Regions from separate parts of the Zea mays genome. Here region 1 is linked to region 2. A link is a contact called in public Hi-C data. All regions are on one chromosome and are shown on one strand. The core of a region is the stretch at or near the end of the contact, and the rest is flanking DNA. Distances in the headings are between cores, read along the strand shown. Region 1 holds the start of LOC100216925. Region 2 has its middle 63 kb from the start of LOC100216925.

Region 1 (6,897 bases), core at 3,109-5,608, 64 kb before region 2:
TGTTTCAAAAGTGCGTTCTCTCCTATATTCCAATTTCTCCAACCATCTATAACAAATGCATCTGCCCCCTTGCTCTTACATTTGTTGTCTTTGAACAAATAGCATATAAAGCAAAATACAGAATCCTTCTTGATACTATATTCAAGCCAATGATGTTTATGAAACCAAACGAAATTGAATTGACGATATCTCTTTCCTATTTTTCTTTTTGGAAATTCATGTGCATATGGTTGGAATGGACCTTTAAGAATATATAATCTACGAACTGCATCTTGATCATTAATAGGGTAACTTTGGATGGGCATTCTTTCACCTGGATCATGTGGAAGGCGATTGATATCATAAAACCGGTGTTGGCTGCGGCGAGACATCATTAGTTGGAATTGATGGCGGAGAAGATGGTACAGGGTTCATAATTTCTTCAGTAACTCTCTCCTGCACTTGAGGTTCATCTTCCACCACAGTTGCAGCTGGAGACGATGAAACAACAACCTTCTTTGATGAATATTTCTGAAAAAAGAGATGTGATGTCTCCATTCCTCTTCATAATTCAATAATTCTACAAAACAAAATAGGCGATGCATTAACATTCAATGAAATACTCTATATGCTAGAATAATTTATGAGTTATTTTTGTTTCCGAAGTATGGCTGCAATAAAAATGCAAAATTAGCAGATAGCCGCAACCTGATTTTGAGTGGCCATTGCTAATCAGGGGATGAATTGGGGTTACCTTCTATTTCTATGAGGTATGCGTGTAACCACTAATCAGTCTGCATCTGCAAGGGGGTAAAACTACAAAAGTGCAATCCATATTAATTATTTAATTTGCAATTTGTTGAATGAGTATCAAAACTTACGGACCTCTGTCCTCTGGAATTCTGGATTGACTTACGGACATCAGGAATTCTGGATTGTCCTCTGTATGCTCGTTGCCTTCAATGCCTTGTTGCGGTGCGGCTGCGACGCTTCTAGTGCTCGGCTGCGGGCTCCGCCTTGCAGCTGCCCGCTCACCGCTGACGGACGGACGAAGTGACGACTGATGGCTGTCGGCGCGTCGCTGCGTCGTGCGTCGACCAAGCACTCAAGCAGACTGCAGACAGCCACCGGCCACTCGTCCACTCCCACTCGAGCCACACACGCCAAGGGCAGATCGCTGATCGACGATCGCAGCTGTTGTAGTCGCAGCGCCGAAGGAGGAACAGCGGAAGCAGAATAGACGAAGAGCCATCGTCGTATTTACGTATTCCACTGGTTTATTGGGTTGCAAATGGAACTATATGTATAGGTGGGCTAGATTCTACAGGGTATGCCACGGCCCACCTGGCATGCCCTGTAGGTCCGCCACTGCAATTATGTAGTCATCACTGCTGGTTCTGCTTCCGGTCACCAACAGGTTGTGATACATTAGCATTGCAAGTTCAAAAACAATAGTTTTTTTCTCAAACGCGTAGGAGAGATGCATATCATTTCATTAAAAGAAGAAGAATGGGTTACAGAGACATCCACACACGCACTCACGCCACACCAAAGGAACAAATTACATAAGCGCCTGCGATTAAGAAAGGCGACCTAACTATCATGCGAAGGATCAACCCTCCACACCCTGCACCACTACTGCAAGGGCAGAGATGCCTCTTGCACTAGCCGTATCCCACTTTCAGAACTCATTTCTGGCCAAAACTAACACTGTGGACAGATTAGGAGAGACCCCATCAAAGACACAACTGTTTTTGTGCCTCCAAATGATCTAAACACCCATGATGACCAGGGAGTTAAGCCCTCTTCTAAGCATGCTATCCATTGAGTTAGAAGCTTTATTCCACTAGCCAAAGAAATTTAGATCAACTAGTTATGGAGCCAAGCCACCAAGACCCACTCTTTGGAGCACATAGAACCATAATTGCCTTTAGAAAACACATCCTACTAACAGGTCGTCGATTGTTTCCTTCTCTTAATCACTCAACAAGTAAGAAGGTGCATGTGGCAGATTTCTTTTTTCTAACTGCTCCGCCGTCTAGCACCTGCTATACGCTACAAGACAGAAGAAGAAGAAGGCACATTTAGAGGGTGCCCATGATTTCCAGATCTTGTCCCAAGCCTCAAAAGAGAGATCACCTTGGCTTCATAAGCAGTTTCAGCATAATATGCCTTTGAACTAGATAACCTACATATATGTCGATCAACGACGGCAAGGATATATAAACTCTTCCTCAACAACACAGCTCCACAACTGCATAAATTCTTGGATCACTATCCAAGAAACATTACCCCGAATGTCACTAACCCACGTGCTTCCTGTTAAAGCCTCATCTACTGTTCGCCTATTGATGATTCTTTTTAGAATCTATGAGACTATATTGGGAGCCAAGTCTTCCAAACATTGTCCCTACATCCACCTATGTTTCGAAAATAGGGTGGTGGTCCCATCCCCATCTCCAATGCAACAACCATCGAGAAGAGATTTTGAGCCACATGGTTAGCCTACAAGGCGAAGGAGACGTTAAATGTGGTGGATCTCGGATGTTCGCTACACGCTGGCCGCTTCTCCCTCCCGCACCAGGGTGGAAACTTCCCTTTTGTTCTTCCTTCCCGTCACAACTGTTCTCTCTACAACGCCTGTTCGTTCCCAACATGCTTGGTCGAAGTTGGACGCGAAGCTAGGCTCGAGGCGACCGGAGTCGAGCGGGCCCGACGGTGGATCGCTCGTCTCAGGTGGAGCCAACGACGAAGATCCTCGCAAGTGCAAGCTAGCAGCGACGACCAACTCCACCGATGATTCGTCCCAAGTCGCCATCACCAAACACCGTCCTCCAAGCTCGTATCGAGCAGAGAAAGCGAAGCCTGTTGCAGCCTCCGTCTTCGTCTTCAATTGGGTCGCCGGTCTCGATTCCTGTTGAAAGTGTCTTTCGACTGGTGAGCCGGCATTACTTTAGACATTCTTTATATGCGTGCATATACAATTGAATGAACACAACCCCCTATTGTTCTCTATATCTATTTCCCTGATTAGTTTCGATGACCAACATTGCAATAGGTTTTAGGGATTGTGATTATCACAATGTAGGTGATGTAATTTTATTATTTTCATGACTCCATGACTGGATTTCAGCACACATAAATGATTTTTTTATACAATCGAGGAGAATTTTTTTTAAATGAAAATATATCATCGAAGCAAACGAGAGCGGCCCTGAAATTCAGAGGGAGAGGAGAGAGGACGCACCAGGAGGTGAGACGGTGGATTGTGCGATGGCGGCGCCTCTCATCGTCGCTCTGCAGTCGCGTCGAGAAGAGTCGGGTGGAGTCGCGTGGTGGAGAGTCAAGGCACGGCCGTAGCGTCGAGGGATCTGACTGCGCCGTGAACCGGTAATGAGATGGAATGGGATGGAGCCGACTCCTACCGCGATGGATCACGAACCGTCCTAAACAAACAAAAGGAACGGGGTCGGATTCCGGTGAAAATGGTTACAGACCAAAATAAGACCAACAAACAACTCCTTAGGGATGTTGCTAGAGATGAAGATATAGAGCACAAAATTTTTTAGAGAAGGCTATAAAGGACATAAAATATTCTTTTATGAGACGAAATTTAAGGAACGTTGCTGGAGACCGTCTAATAATTGTACAACAATTGAATTCTTCGTTGGTTCTTCGGCTGGGAGGCCAGGTAGATGTTGATGGGTGACTGAAATAAGCTGCTACATGTCGATTCAGTAGTCTAAATGCTTTGTCCGATTGTTTATGTGGTTTGGTTTCAACAAAAATATGTTTGCTTTATTTATATCTGCATTTAATATCTGCAGGCGCGTAGGCCGCCCAATAGGCCTAAATTGATGTTCAAACATTTTAGAGATCACTTTTTTAGCAGACTGATGTGGTTTTAATTTTTAGCAACGTTTTGTTTTTCAACAATCCCCAATAACAGATTTTGGGGGGGAAAATTAGTGATCTCTCGGAGTTGCTCAGATACAATACAAGCAAACGAGAGCGGCCCTGAAATTCAGAGCCAGGCTTGAACCGGAAGTGAACCAAAAGTCCCCTGAATTTCTTACCATACCAATGCAGATAAAGCGCGCGCTGATAATTATGAGGTCACGCGCACTAAACAAAAATTTAGCCGCATGGCCCAAAGTCCCACTCGCAGCTAGAACCGATACTTCTGCTAAAAAAGAACATAAAAGTAGAGATATGGAATGGTCATCTCAAAGTCAAGCTCTATCATACCATGGGGTAGTTGTCCTTGTCCCGTCAATCCACCATGAACAGTGCAAGGTCTTAGGTCAAGTCTTCTTTATTTGTTTTTCCTTCCTTCTTGTACAGTACCAGACTACCAGTACCACACCACTCCTTTCCTGCCTCTCTCTCTCTCTCTCTCTCTCTCTCTCTCTCTTCTCTTCTTTCCTCACCTCCGACGGCTGAACAAGCGAAACTGCGAAAAGCAGCAACAGCAGGTAGGTATAGTGATCCTCCTCCTCCATGGGGAACGCCCTCAAGTGCTTCACGGGAGAAGAAGAAGGCCACCACTTCCACGGGCGCAGAGACCGCTACCCCTACTACCAGCCGCAGTCCTACAGTGGTGGCGATCCACATCCACCGGCCGCTGCTCATCAGCAGGGTCTAGCAGCCCCCCATGGCTTCGTAACCTTCGTCCCCGTCACGCAGGTTTCAATCCACATCCAGTGACATGCATACTGTGCTGTTCCTTTGTTTCCCTTCCCCTTTTCTGTGTCCCTACTCCCTACTCCCTGGCTACTGTGTGTGTGTGTGCATCTATTTGTGAATGTGAGTTTGTGACTGAGCCAGAGCAGTTGCTACAATCTTGTGATTTGAATGTTGGGCGCGATTGGGTAATTTCTGGCAGGCTGCTGGTCCAAACGCCGGGCACCAGCAGAGGAGCAGTGGGGTTCATGACAGAAGACCGGTGGCTTCTAAGTATGAATCCAAGTGAGACGCTGCTCTGCTCTTTGTTGCTTCGTCCCTCAGATAATTATTGCAACGCACTAGCTCATTTCGCTATCTATCTATCTATCTACCTTTGTTCACACACAGCACCGAGGACATCGACGAATCGTCTGCCGAGGGCCTGTGCAGCGCCAAGAGCTACGCCAAGGCGAACCCGCTGCTGATCCAGGTGCCGGTGCTGGGAACCACCAGGAAGTTCTGGCGGCTATCCGACAAGGCCACAAGGATCACGCGAAAGCTCGCGCTGATCTTGAGGAGCCACCACGCCGTCGGCAAGCACCTCGCCACGCCCCTGCAGGTGTCTAATGTCTGGATCGGGAGCACCGGTGGCAGCGTCAAGCTAAGAGGCGTCAGCTTCACCGCCAAGGGCTTCGGCATCGAGCGCGTGAGAGACGACTACAGGCAGCTGTCCAGGCTCCTGCACGCGATCATCAGAATCTCCGGTGGGGGTGATACCGCCATCGCCAGGCTGCCTCCCGACTACCGCGAGTTCCTCGCGCTCCTGGGGAGGGACACCCTCGCCATGGAAGACGAGTTCTTGATCGTCAACAACGCCGCGCTGCTGCCGATGAAAAACCGGTGAGAATTTTGTTTCCGACGACTGCCATTTTGAAGAAGAAGAAGAAGAAAAGCAGGCTCATTTCTGTTACTTGTGTGATTCTACATTTTCGCAGCACGGAGGCCTTCCTGATGCTGCACGACAGGATCGTGAAGTACCTCGGCCGCACGGACCGACAGAAGAAGAGGAGGATCCTCTCCGGGCTCCCCTACCAGAGCGACTGGCTGGATACGGCCAGGGCGAACAAGCGGATCAACCAGTGGGTCATGAACGTCCAGCACGAGTACAAGGGAACGCACCAGTCCGACATGCTGCGGCTCAACAGGAATGTGAGGAGCCACCTGCATGAGCACAAGGACGACGACGGCATCGAGGAGGCCCTGTACTGCGAGTGGCCCGAGCTGCTCATGGCCATGGTGAAGCTGTTGCACCAGGAAGGCGAGCTCGAGGCCACTGACATTGAGAACAAGTTCGGCTAGTCCATCGTCCTGCCGAAGAACAGATGTGCTAGGTAGCTCTGCACTGCGGTTTCTGAATCTACTGTTGGTGTTGGCACGCTTTCAGTGAGAAAGTTTATGGTGATGGCCTGATCGCGGGTGATATGCTACCTGGTTTATGTAATGTAATATAGGCTCCGTACTTTCTTGAATTCTCTGGACTTGAAGGCAAAAGGTTGGGGTCAGCTTTATATAATGTTGCCTTGAAACTCAAAGTTGTACTCGATCTTTTGTGGGTGTCTTGTTTTCGTTTTGATGAATGGATTGTTCATGGTGGCAAGGCCAACGCAGGCAGAAACCAGACGTTAGTTGGCTTCTGAAAAAGCAGTGTAACAGCTAGGTATTGACGAAGTCAAACGAATACTTCTCCGACTAGTTTTATGGGTCCACATGTAAGCTTCTTTTTCTACACTGTGGTGTCATATTTCTACCGAAGCCTATGTAGCTTGCACAGGTAGCTCCGTGGCTGTGAAGGGTTACAATTTCGTTTTATAATTTTCGAAAACCGTTTTGTTGATCAAAACTTGACTTTCATATTTTCAAATTCTAAACCTGAATACAGCTAAAACCAAACCAGTTTCGTTTCTCGGTGAGTAGCGGTAACGGAGAATTTTATTAGAAACCGCTGCTTACCGAGCGAGATGGTAATCCATTGTCACACCCGGATTTAATGGTCAATCCGAACGCGAATCAAATATCTGCTGAGAACAAATCTCACACAAATGATAACTCATGGTACATGAACGAATGTCACATCTTTACTATATAATAAGAGTTATGTACAAAATAACTAAATAATTACATCATACAAAGACGACGATCCAACAACCACAGTTGATTGAGAGACGATGACCTAAACCTCTCACGAACTCATCG
Region 2 (6,721 bases), core at 3,615-6,114:
TTTTAATACACCTAAAATGCATTCACTAGATAAAAAATAATCTAAACCCGATGTGGTGATCAGTGGAGATGAGAAGACCTAATTGGAGAAACTTCAATTTCAACCCTAAGATTGGATATGGTGATCTGGTAATATTTTGCTAAAAGTCAAAATACCAAAGTCATAAAGTTTTCCAAACCAAATAAATTTTATGTGTAGAGATTTCCAAGTTTTATAGTAAAGAGTGGAGAAAAACTCAAAACTAAGTTTTGACCTAGGGTTTGAATTTCTGAAAATATTATCAACTAGCTGTATTTGGACATTTATAACTTTTGATCTATGGACACTTTGATGATAATCACTGTAGAAAATCTGTAGAGCTACACTAGGTGCACAAATTTGATTAAGTTACTCAGCCATAAAACCATATGCAACTGCTTGAAAAACTTGCTCAAAGGTGGCATGTCAGATGCTGGAATTCATACTTAGTGTAATCTCTGAAACTGAAGATTCTATGTTCTGAAGCCACTTTGGAAACCTGTTAGTTGCTGATCTATACAGTTTTGGGCTGAGGACATCGTAACAAAGTGGCAGAACACATGTTGGTGTATAACTTTGATTAAAGGTCGTGCCCCTAAAGCTGTACATAACTAGTAGAAAAATTGATCCAAAGATCCTATGCTTCAATCTGGATTCTCAGACTTAGTGCAAATTCAGACTCTGAAATTGTGTGTTTGGTTCAGATTTGAGGTTCTTTACTGCCCTATCCATAGGGTTTTGGTTGATGACCATTATGTCAAAGTTTTTAGTGCAAATTCAGACTCTCAAATTGTGTGTTTGGTCCAGATTTGAGGTTCTTTACTGCCCTATCCATAGGGTTTTGGTTGATGATCATTATGTCAAAGTTGTAGAGTATCTATCAGGGTACAAGTTTGTTTAAGAGAGATGGATTTGGTACTACATAAAAAATGGAGTAAATAGTGAATAAAGGTGGGATGTCAGACTTCTGAAATTTTCAGATAATGAATAGTACTTAGGGCTGAATTTTAGTGTTGGGCTCAACTTTGGAGTTGTGTGGCATCTATTCTAGACAGTCTTGGACTAAAACTATTGTAGCAAATCTGAAGACCACATATTTGGGAACAAATCTCTTTAAATGATTTGGGTTTGATCCCACATAGAAAGTGAAGAAAAAGTTGCCCAAAAGTGCTCTGTCAGGTTATGAGGTTCATATTCACTTTTAGATAATTGAATATGGTTCCTTTGGATGGAGGCTTGTAGTTTGTGATTCTTGTGTATTTAGCCCTGAGAAGCTATAGTAAAGTTAAGCCTATAGTTAGTGGACAAAATTGTTTTAGTAAGGTGGATATTTCTATGTTTGGAAATTGAAGAAAAAAAGGGATAAAGATGGTCCTGCAGTCGAACTGAAGCAGATCAGAGGGAGCAAAATATCTGCAGCAAAAGATCTCCCTCCACTAGAGCTTCTAGCCATTTCCAGGCAGGCTGTGGTAGAAATAAAGTTACCTCACATGAAAAACCTATCTAAAGTTTCACCTGCCATAGCTCCAACACACCGAAGATAAAGTGAGAACATGAAAAACCTATCTAAAGGTGACTCAGCTGCTTAACTGTTTGAGGTGCTATCCAACATGCAGTGAAGTAGTATTTATTGGTTCACTATGTTTCACCTCGACGTGGTGACCATGTAGGAGATAAGTGGAGCATGTTGGCTCTCTTTTATCCTCTGTATATGGCCCCAAAGAAGCCCCAACTTGGTTGCAACAACTATTCCTTGTTATGGCATATGAAAGCACAAACTGAACTCCACCGAGCTCTAGCTGATTCCATGCTTTCTCCACCGCGCCACCCCACTCACATACATCTAGGTTAAGTCCTCAATCCTCCTCCACCCCTCTATGTCCCTGTGAAAGCGTGAACGCAAGATGAGCCCAAGCAGTGGTGACCACACCCACTGAAACACCCACCTCCCTGTGGTGAGCCTTCCCTAGGAGGTAATATGTTCAAATTGTTCATGTTTCATAACCCATGTGTGATGGTGATGCTGACGGTGTTGCCCTTTTGAATGCTACCATGGTATCCCGGCCAGAACGCTGTTAGGTTTGTCTACAGTTCGTCAAAATTCCCTTAAACACGAACTCGGCAGGGGTTTAGGAGTTTCTTCTCAGATTAAGATTTAGTAGGAAGGGGATCAATATGGATACCTTTGATCTTGTTGATAGGTTCCAACCATTCTACCATGAAGCATAATTGACCATACACTAGATCAGTAGAAGCTCAGACCAATGCCCACATCTCTAGCATCAATGAAATGCTGCCAAAAAGCAGAACTACCAAAAGCTTCATGATGTATATTGGATTACTTGGATTAGTTAGATCATTTCTTCACCATCATCTGTTTTCTTTCTTCCACAACCAAATTGACATAAAGTGTATTGATGTGAATTCTAAAAATAAAGTAGCACGAGATTGATCATCTAGGGTAAAACAATAACATCTAGAAAACAAAAATCTTGAAGAAAGATTTGCTTGGCACCAAGGGTGCTAGAAAAGGTTTAGTCATAAAAAGGGAAACAATTAATAGATTATATTTTCCAATTAGATAGATAGATCACTGATTTGCCCATGATCCCCTTTGTTTGAAACGTTTTGAACAAACAATTTTCACATTTCCGACAAGATCATAGGAGTTTCCAATAATCGACCTCAAGTTGGCATCAAGATGTGCAGCCGAGGTATGTTTCTAGAGGTTACAATGATCTATGAGGGGCTGATCTCATCATCATTGTTAGAAAATTAACCGATAACCTTAACTGTTTGAACCTCAATTAATTCATTATTAACATGGTTTTCACACCCGGATTTAAGGGCAAACCCAGGCGCGAATCACATGTGTGCTAGGATCAAGTCTCACACATATGATGACTTATGGTACTGAAACGAATGTTCCATCTTTACTATATAATAGGAGTTTTGTACAAAATAGCTAAATAATTACATCATACGAAGACAACGATCCTCTGCAACCATAGTTGACTTGGAGACGACGGCCTAGACCTCTCATGAACTCATCGCGACATCCTTCATGCTCCACATCTTGGCGGTACCTGTCCTTGACCTGGGGGCATGAGTACAACAAGAGTGAGCTCACATATATTCATCACTCAACAAGTTGTGGGGAATAATGTGCATGAGCTCACTTACGGTGGGGGCTCATGTGAAGTGTAAGGCTTATCAAAGAAGATGAATAAAGCTGAGCATTGCTTTTAAAGTTGGTCAAAATTTATTTGCATTTACTAAGGGTAAGTAGATACCATCCCAAATAAATAAGAGATCAAAATTAATAATAATCCTGTAATGCAATGCAAATGACAGATTAAGTTTAATTCCATAAATCACTCATGTGAGGGCCCGAGCTGCTCATGACCGTGAGCACGACTGATATATCAATTTTACACTCTACAGAGGTTGCACATATTTACCCACAAGACGTGTTTCCCGATTAGCCAGGGTTAGCTAGACCCTTAGACACTTCCGAGGTGAATGACTAGGGATCCACTAGGAGGCCTTTACAAAGTTCCACTAAAGGAGAGAACCCACTATGGATTCCAGGCCGAAGGCGATGTAGGAATCCCTCGTTCAGAAAGCTAAAAATACAGTTCGACTCGAAGACCTCCCTACACCTGCACTCCTCCACCCCGCTTGCCCCTTTTAGGAAAGGATTAACTCACACTAGCTTTCCTAATTATTCAGCCAAGGGTGTCCCATTCCACCCTTGTGGTAGCACTGTTTTCCTGGATGGTCGCTCCATGTTCCACTTAACATAATAATCTTATCATGAACAATAATTAAACAAACAATATTAATGGAACATGATCATAATTCAGTATAACATTAATCCCAAAACCAGGTAGAGCAATAGCATGTCTACCCAATAGTTCATTTGTTTGCAAGGTGTGGGGTAAACAAAACAAGTGAAACCTATTAGGTCCCATCAAATCAAACTGAGCATGTCACAGTGATTAATAGAAACATTATTAGGTAAAGAAGAGTGATCAAGGGCACAACTTGCCTATTTGGTGCAACTCCAGGTACTTCTCCAATGTAGAATGTAGGTGCATCGCAACCTCGCTTCTATCGTAGCAATACATATAGAGAGGCAAAGACTAGGTAAAAATAAAATTACATCAAAACATATGAACAAAAAATGTAATAATATTCTACGCATTGCTACAAGATTGTAGATTCGAGAATTACAAAAATCGGAGTTACGATAAAAAAAAGATTTGGTTTTCGAAAGACCTACGTGATTAAACAATTAAAACTAGGTCTTACGTTCATTTTATAAATCATGTGAGAAATATAATCTAAAGAAATAACTAATTCAGCTTTAATCCAAATTATAACTTGAGTAGAGATCATATCTTAGTCAGATTATAATTATGGAAAGATTAAGCAAGATTACTCCACTAAACATAGGCTAAATAAATATATAATTATAAAATTGTATAATATGATAAAGATATTGTTGTTATAGTGTAGGTAATTTTATTACGGCGCCAACACAATTTAAATGAATTAAATCGGAGCTACAACGCAAAAGATATGAATTTAATAAGATTTGGATTGATTTTGTATTAGAAATCTATATTCAGGGATCTGTTTGTGAGAAAATCGGGACTTGAATGTAATTACTAGTGTAAATGGGAGGGCTCGGGTGTAAAGCTGTTACCCCAGGACAATGGGTTGAGGTTCCAAACAGCCTAGGGTCAATTCTGCAAAGATGCGGACATATGTGTAATGGTCTTTGTATAGTAGTGGATTGCGAGTGAAATAGAGATAAATGGAGGGGCTCTTTTGCACTATTCCGAGGCCGAAGGGGATGGGGCGCGCTGAGCCGTCCGATCGGATCTCATCGGCCATGATTAAACTACTCTTTATCCGAACAATAAGAAGTGACGGTCGTAGGATCAAAAATCCATGGCTCGGATTTTATGAACCTGAGATCTCATCCTGCCCGTTTAGATTTAGATCATGGATTTAGATTTTCTCAATAGAATCGGTACGTTACCACTAATCAGAGTCGTCCACCAGCCGATCTACGGCCCATATTCAAGGTGTCCCCATTCCAATCATTTGCATCCATCCACGGATCGATGACTACCACACACTCGTCTCCCTTTGATCTAGTGTTCGGTGGCGCCGCTTGATTCCACGACGGAGGACACACCGGCGCCCCCATAATCCGACCGCCCTGAGCCTAAAAACTCGCATGGACTGATGCTAATCAAAGCTAAGAAGAAACTGATCCTAGGGATGGAATTATTACCGTAAATTGCAGTACGGATATTACTGGCCATGACGGAGTGCGGCACCGCGGCCATGGTGATCGCTGGAGAGCAATACTAGCCATTCCACATCACATCTTCGACCCTCCTGGCTCCGTGATCTCACGTTCTCCTCCCGAGGCCAGACCGGCGGCCAAGGTAGGATCCGACCGCGACGGCGCTCGCCAACATCCTTCTTGGTCATTTTAATTTGTTGGTGTGGTTAGCAAGGCAGGTCGAGATGGGGAGGCAGGGGCCAAGTTTTATAGTACATGGCGAGGGCTAGCGAGGATCACGGAGGGTCCCAACTAACCGAATTTGTAGGACTTTAGTTCGCGATGTCCGCGCGACAAGCTCGGTGCGAGGAGGTTGAAGGAAGTCCTGACGCGGCGGCCCCACCAGGCAGTGATACGCGGTCGCGCGCGAGTGAAGGCCCTCGCTGACCAGGCGAGTCCCGCGTGGCGGTGTCCTGGCACGCGCGGTGTGGGTCGAGCATGGGAACCGACTTGGTCGACCAAAGCGGTGAAGGAGTAAAGGGAGAGTTGGGCAGGCTTGTGGTCTGTTGGATATGCAAACTAACACAACACGAGGGTACAAGTCGAAGCTATAATTCAGAGAGCTTCGGCATGACAACGCCTTGAGACGAAGGGCAGCACCGACTTAAAGAGTAAAAGACTGTTTAGTCCTTGTTGATTTGTGTTTTGGTTATGATTAGTTATCGAGGATACAAATGTAATTTTGTCCGGGCTGCGTCCCGTGCCTATAAATAGATGAACAGTACTCCAGTACTATTCACGCTGACTGGTATTCACTCGCACGTCACTCTTGGACTTATACCTTCTATCAAGGCGAAGGTATAAATGTAATTCATTATTATTAATTTTTGTACATGATGAGATAATGAAAATACAATTCAAGATAATTGCTCATATTATCTTCCATGTTTCATATGCTTCTCTACTTTCATTATTATATGCTGAGATGATGAAGGTATGTCCTTCATAACCTTCGTCTGAAGATCATTATATCCTTAGAGAGATAATGCTTCGAAGGATGAAGGTCTTTAACCATTAACATTTTGTGTTGTCTTGTTCTTAACTCATAGCATTTGAGAACAAGTCTCCAACATTGGCGCCCACCTATGGTGAACTCACTTCCACTGTTGAGCTGATGGCTTCGTTTAACAACGAAGTTGTAGCACCTTTGGTTACGAAGCTGGAGCTCCCAATCATGGGTGGTTCAAGTTCAGAGTCAGCCAACAAGAAGCAGAAGAAGGAAGCACAGAGAAGAGTGCAGCATGTTGGGGTGCAAGGACCGTTCGTCAGGTCCAAGTGGTCCCACATCCCAATCACCTTCTCCCAGGAGGATCTTCAGCTAAAAGACTATCCTCACAATGA

What was found. A called contact is a pair of places that touch in the nucleus more often than the background predicts.
Region 1: a contact with region 2 is called in a Hi-C map of ear, with 2.2 times the contacts expected there. The contact joins the promoter of LOC100216925 here to the enhancer-like site in region 2. A contact is called at or near these places in 3 of 25 Hi-C or Micro-C datasets (ear, leaf and tassel).

Annotation. Positions count from the first base shown.
Region 1 is chr4:16,910,193-16,917,089 of Zm-B73-REFERENCE-NAM-5.0, reverse strand. It overlaps LOC100216925, which reads left to right and starts at 4,358. Exons shown (of 4, transcript NM_001143310.1): 1 at 4,358-4,665; 2 at 4,865-4,947; 3 at 5,053-5,544; 4 at 5,640-6,245. The coding sequence starts at 4,480. The coding sequence ends at 6,003.
Region 2 is chr4:16,846,399-16,853,119 of Zm-B73-REFERENCE-NAM-5.0, reverse strand. No RefSeq gene overlaps it. Among protein-coding and RNA genes, the nearest start is that of LOC100216925, 63 kb to the left of the region's middle. Within about 2 kb of position 4,864, at least 18 of the 20 cell types and tissues checked have an H3K27ac peak or open chromatin away from gene starts, as enhancers often do. A contact at or near this core is called in ear, leaf and tassel, where this site is marked.